Regions from separate parts of the Mus musculus genome. Here region 1 is linked to region 2. A link is a contact called in public HiChIP or PLAC-seq data. All regions are on one chromosome and are shown on one strand. Each heading gives the region's core, a stretch centred on a gene start, on an enhancer-like site or on the middle of the called end of the contact. The rest is flanking DNA. Distances are from core to core; before and after follow the strand shown.

What was found. HiChIP or PLAC-seq counts read pairs in DNA pulled down with a chosen protein or histone mark.
Region 1: a contact with region 2 is called in a FOXA1 HiChIP or PLAC-seq map of pancreatic cancer cells. The contact joins two enhancer-like sites. A contact is called at or near these places in 6 of 484 Hi-C or Micro-C datasets (embryonic fibroblasts, erythroid progenitors, group 2 innate lymphoid cells and 3 more) and 7 of 115 datasets of contacts at active chromatin or transcription factors (the HPC-7 cell line, T-cell acute lymphoblastic leukemia, Th2 cells and 4 more).

What each region holds. Positions count from the first base shown.
Region 1 is chr9:56,521,218-56,523,917 of GRCm38.p6, forward strand. No RefSeq gene overlaps it. Among named protein-coding and RNA genes, the nearest start is that of Gm31529, 58 kb to the right of the region's middle. Within about 2 kb of position 1,409, at least 10 of the 459 cell types and tissues checked have an H3K27ac peak or open chromatin away from gene starts, as enhancers often do. A contact at or near this core is called in pancreatic cancer cells, where this site is marked.
Region 2 is chr9:56,272,322-56,275,021 of GRCm38.p6, forward strand. The region is part of intron 3 of Peak1 (pseudopodium-enriched atypical kinase 1); the gene reads right to left. All of the region lies in intron 5 of Peak1os (a long non-coding RNA gene), which reads left to right. Among named protein-coding and RNA genes, the nearest start is that of Peak1os, 32 kb to the left of the region's middle. Within about 2 kb of position 1,435, at least 53 of the 459 cell types and tissues checked have an H3K27ac peak or open chromatin away from gene starts, as enhancers often do. A contact at or near this core is called in pancreatic cancer cells, where this site is marked.

The DNA of each region.
Region 1 (2,700 bases), core at 159-2,658, 250 kb after region 2:
TGATGTGATGGGAAACAGAATATTCACATAATCTCAACTATCTTCCTATAAAACGCTTATCAGTTACTTACTTGCAAAATGTTTATTAAATAATTATAGTGAAACTCGTATATACCATCTTAGTTGAAGAATAAAAGTTAATACAACAGCCCTGGAGACATGGCTCAGCAGCTAAGAGTACTTGCTGCTTTTCCTCCAGAGGATCAGAGTTCAATTCCCGGCATCCACATGGTAGCTCACAGCTGTCTGTAACTTCAGTTCCAGGAGATCCAACAATCTCCTGTTACTTCCCTGGGCACCAGGTCCACACATGGTGTCCATACAACAGATGCACTCAGAACACCCATACACATAAGATAAAAATAGAATAAATCAGCTGGGTGGTGGTGGCACAAGCCTTCAATCCCAGCACTCCGGAGGCAGAGGCAGGCAGATCTTTGTGAGTTCGAGGCCAGCCTGGTCTACAGAGTGAATTCCAGGATGGCCAGGGCTACACACACACACACACACACACACACACACACACACACACAAAGTAGATACATACATACATACATACATACATACATACATATATCATACATAGATGATATATATCTAGATGATAGATAGATAGACAGACAGACAGACAGACAGACAGACAGACAGATAGATAGATAGATAGATAGATAGATAGATAGATAGATAGAATAAATCTTTATAAAAAGTCAGTTTTAGGTCAGGTGTGATAGCACACATGTACTTAATCCCAGCACTTGGAAACAGAGACAGGTGTATCTCTATGAATTCAAGACCAGCCTTGTCTACATAGTGAGTTCCAAGATAGTCAGGATTACATAGTGAGATCCTGTGTCAAGATAAACAAACAAATAAAAGCCATTATCATTAGTAATGGGGCAAATTGAGCACACGCACGCATCCCAACAGCCTCAAGGGAAGGGTACCACTTCATCTCTGAGAACACAGGATCAGAAAAACTGAAATCGAGGGACAAAGAACAAAAGAGTCAGCCTGTAATCTTTACAAGTGTCAAGGTCACAAAAGTAGAGATTGAGGAACTGCCAGGGGCTGAAGGCGACTAAAGACACTTGACAACTAAATCAAGGAGTGGTCGAAGATGAGCCTTTCCATGGTGAAATTGGAAAGGGGTCTATGGATTAGATGCCGTTAGGAACACAATGTCTTGACTTCATTTGCTCTTGAATGGTGCCCCTCCCCTAACATGCACCCCGACCCAGCCTTATGTTGCACTCCTGGAGACAGCTGCACGGGAAGAAAGCACTGTGTCTTTGGGGAGGGTGTTCTAAAGCAGCTTTGCTCACCACGGCCCCTTCCTTACTCAGGCTGCCCTAACAGAATGCCACACCCGGAACATCAGACTTCTGATGATTCTGGAGGCTCACGGCCCAGATCAAAGGGGCAGCTCGGCTTCTGATGAAACCTTTCTTCCTGGCCAAGTCACGGCTGCTTCTCTCAGGGTCCTCATGGTGCCTTGGATGTGTGCAGCCTGGGCCTTTCCCTCTTCTCCTAAGGACACTCATGACACTCTCTAACCTTAATTAATTCCTTAAATGTCTGTCTCCAAATAAAGTTACACCAGATATAAGAGCTTTGTTTACACACCGTGAGAGGCCACAGCACAGTCAGTAGTATGACTCAAATACTCGTTGACAGTGGAATAGAGTGACTGTGAATAGTGGCATATCTATACAAGGGACCACTAAGCTGCAATGAGCTGGAATGAATTACTAGTTGAGTCTTGCTAGACATGGATAAAGTTTCCCATAGATTCCTGAGTAAAGAATACAGACTAACCAAACAACAAAAAGCAAACAGCGTATGATGTTATGGATATGCAGAAGACCAGAGTTTTGTTTTGTTTTGTTTTCCGAGACAGGGTTTCTCTGTGTAGCCCTGGCTCTCTGGAACTCACTTTGTAGACCAGGCTGGCCTCGAACTCAGAAATCCACCTGCCTCTGCCTCCCAAGTGCTGGGATTAAAGGCATGCGCCACCACTGCCCAGCAAGACCAGAGTTCTTAAGGTCACAGCTCGGACCGCCTCAGCCTTTATGAGCCCTTGGTCACACATTCTCAACACATCAATTAAAGAGACAAATAACAGTGAACAACAGCCAGGCAGTGGTGGTACACACCTTTAATCCCAGCACTTGGGAGGCAGAGGCAGGTGGATTTCTGAGTTCAAGACCAGCCTAGTCTACACAGTGAGTTCCAGGACAGCCAGAGCTATACAGAGAAACCCTGTCTCGAAAAACCAAACCAAACCAAAATCAGTGAACAACAGAAAGAAGAGCTTTTTTTTCAATGTGGCCACACTGGAAAGGATGGAACAAATAAGAAGGTGCAGTCACCCCAAAGTCCTGACATGAGGGTTAGATTTAAATAGAGGGCAAGAGGTGTGCATAGCTAAGCAGTCTGGTCACGGTGTGGTCCCAGCTCTGGAGGCTCAAGTCCCATGCTGACCCATCGTTGTCTCTGCTCCAGTCTTTCCAGCAAGTGCTGGGAGTGCTCAGAACTTGATGGACTCTCTTCCTGGGAGGCAGGCTCCCTTCCCTTCCCTAAGCATGAGCTTCCTGGGGAAATTCTGACTCCTTGGGGACTTTTGTTTCAATGATCTCATAGCCAGTGAGGTGACTCTGAGGGTCCAGGGATGAGGTGGCCATGAGCTCTTCCAGATTTTAT
Region 2 (2,700 bases), core at 185-2,684:
TGTCTTCTGGTTTGCTGAAAGCACTAAAACACCAGAGCAGCAGATTAGATAAGGAGGCAGTGAACCACGGAGTACCATGAGGTAAGTTTACTGCCTGGCATATAGCGATCAATGACAAACATTAGTCATCTCCCACAGAAAATAAGGAAATGGTGGGGAAAAAGATTGCTCCTTGAAAATTCAACTCATAAGAGGAACTTAACTCTAAAAGAAGTTTCAATATGATCCCTTTGGGGAATTTAGGGATTATGATAAAAAGTGTGATTTAGAAGGGTACCTTCAAAGTTGAAGACAATACACACCACCTTCTAAAAGAAGCCCACAAGACAGAGCTTTGAGGCCCCGGTGCTTGTTTATGATGTGTGGCAATGGCTGTTGCTTAAAATGAAAGTATTACCCCAAAGAATCCTTAGAAGAGTGCAAGCCAATAATAGAAACAACAAAATTTGCAGTTATAGACCAGAAAAATCTCCCTAGTGGCAAAGGCAATTTTTATTATTTTCCTTGGGCTCTTGCTTAAAATCAAGAGGTAGAGTTTAATACAGCATTCAAGAAGAATTTAATTAGTTTGAATGTAATTAAAAGTAAAATGACATGAACATTTTCATGATGAGGTTTCTGGGCAATGATTGAATAATCTTTAAAAATTCCATTACTATGGTTTAATAATTTCCGATAGACCTACTGCTTTCAAAGTTTTGGTCATAGTAGACAATTTAAATGAAAAATATTTTGGGGTAGCATTCAGCATAGAGTAGGTTTTCTAAGACTTTTAAGTTCTGGGGCTGCAGAAACAGCTCTGCAGGTAAGAGCACGGTGCTCACACCACCTCTAACTCCAGTTCCTGGAGGTCTGACTCTTCCTGGCCTCTGCAGGCACCAGACACACATGTGATACCTAAAACTAAACCCATATACACAAAATGAAAACATATTAAAAAAAAAACAAGCCTCATATTTTGAGATAAAATCCAGTAAGACAAAATATCAAAACCAATCATATATCAACTCAAACACAAAACATAGCTACCCTAAGGAAACAGACCCCTGACTCAGCGAAGGGAAAGCAATGCCCAAGACAACCTAAGGAGACTAGACAACTTCCAAATTACTCTAAACAACAGTCTATTGCATAACTGTGAAAGTACAATTGATAAATGCACCATAAATCTACAAAGGAAGGAGGGAGGGAGGTAAGATGGAACGAATGAATGAATGAATGAATGAGCAAGCATGATGGTCCTTGAACACCTGAATGTGAAGAGTGATGTGCTGAGCACACCACCACTCCCAGGTCACAGCCAGCTCTCGCCAGAAGACTGCAGTAAGAGTTAATATCAAAGCTTTGTCTGACTTGAAGCAACACAGAAGGCAAAAATAAATACCAACTCCTACAAAAAGCAGATGAATCAGATGCACACGGGGAACAAGTGTGGTCTAAGTGTGATGTTTAACATAGTTGTGGTTGGAAACCCAAATCCTGCTTCTGTCTTTAAGATGCAACTCTGAATTAGTCATTCATGTCTTTGGCTAAATGTCAGGCTACTTCCAAGGTACCTGATGTTCTTGGAAAGGGGCCATGAATATATTAAGATAAAAATGGACACTGAATTTTCTCTGATGATCAAATAAAATAATGAAGAGACGATGTTCAGGATATGATGTGTTCCTCGCTGCTCTCTCATCAACCTAGAGAGAGGTAGGCCTGATTATCTCTTTATGGTAGGGGTTGGGGAAAGATGTTTGGACATGGAGAAGCAGTAAAATTAAGAAGTAAAGCTTTTCAAGTTATATAATTTGGAAAATTTGGGATTAATATATAGACTTTAAAGCTTGATACTGGTGAAACCTCTTAAGACTGTCCTTTGTGCTAGAGATCATGATGTTTAAGAAAGGAAAGGGAAAAAAAAGGCAGACACAGCAGACAAGTATCCCTTGTTCTCCCTTGTGATGATTAGGGTGAGAATGTCCCCAGGAGGCTCAGATGTTTGAACACATAGTCCCCAGTTGGTGGCGCTATTTGGGGGATGGTTAGGAAGTATAACCTTTTTTTTTTTTAATATTTTTTATTACGTATTTTGCTCAATTACATTTCCAATGCTATCCCAAAAGCCCCCCATACCCTCCCCCCAACTTCCCTACCCACCCATTCCCATTTTTTTGGCCCTGGCGTTCCCCTGTACTGGGCATATAAAGTTTGTGTGTCCAATGGGCCTCTCTTTCCAGTGATGGCCAACTAGGCCATCTTTTGATACACATGCAGCTAGAGTCCAGAGCTCCAGGGTACTGGTTAGTTCATATTGTTGTTCCACCTATAGGGTTGCAGATCCCTTTAGCTCCTTGGGTACTTTCTCTAGCTCCTCCATTGGGAGCCCTGTGATCCATCCAATAGCTGACTGTGAGCATCCACTTCTGTGTTTGCTAGGCCCCTGCCTAGTCTCACATGAGACAGCTCTATCTGGGTCCTTTCAGCAAAATCTTGCTAGTGTATGCAATGGTGTGAGCTTTTGGAAGCTGATTATGGGGTGGATCCCTGGATATGGCAGTCTCTAGTTGGTCCATCCTTTCATCACAGCTCCAAACTTTGTCTCTGTAATTCCTTCCATGGGTGTTTTGTTCCCATTTCTAAGAAGGGGCACAGTGTCCACACTTTGGTCTTCATTCTTCTTGAGTTTCATGCGTTTAGCAAATTGTATCTTAT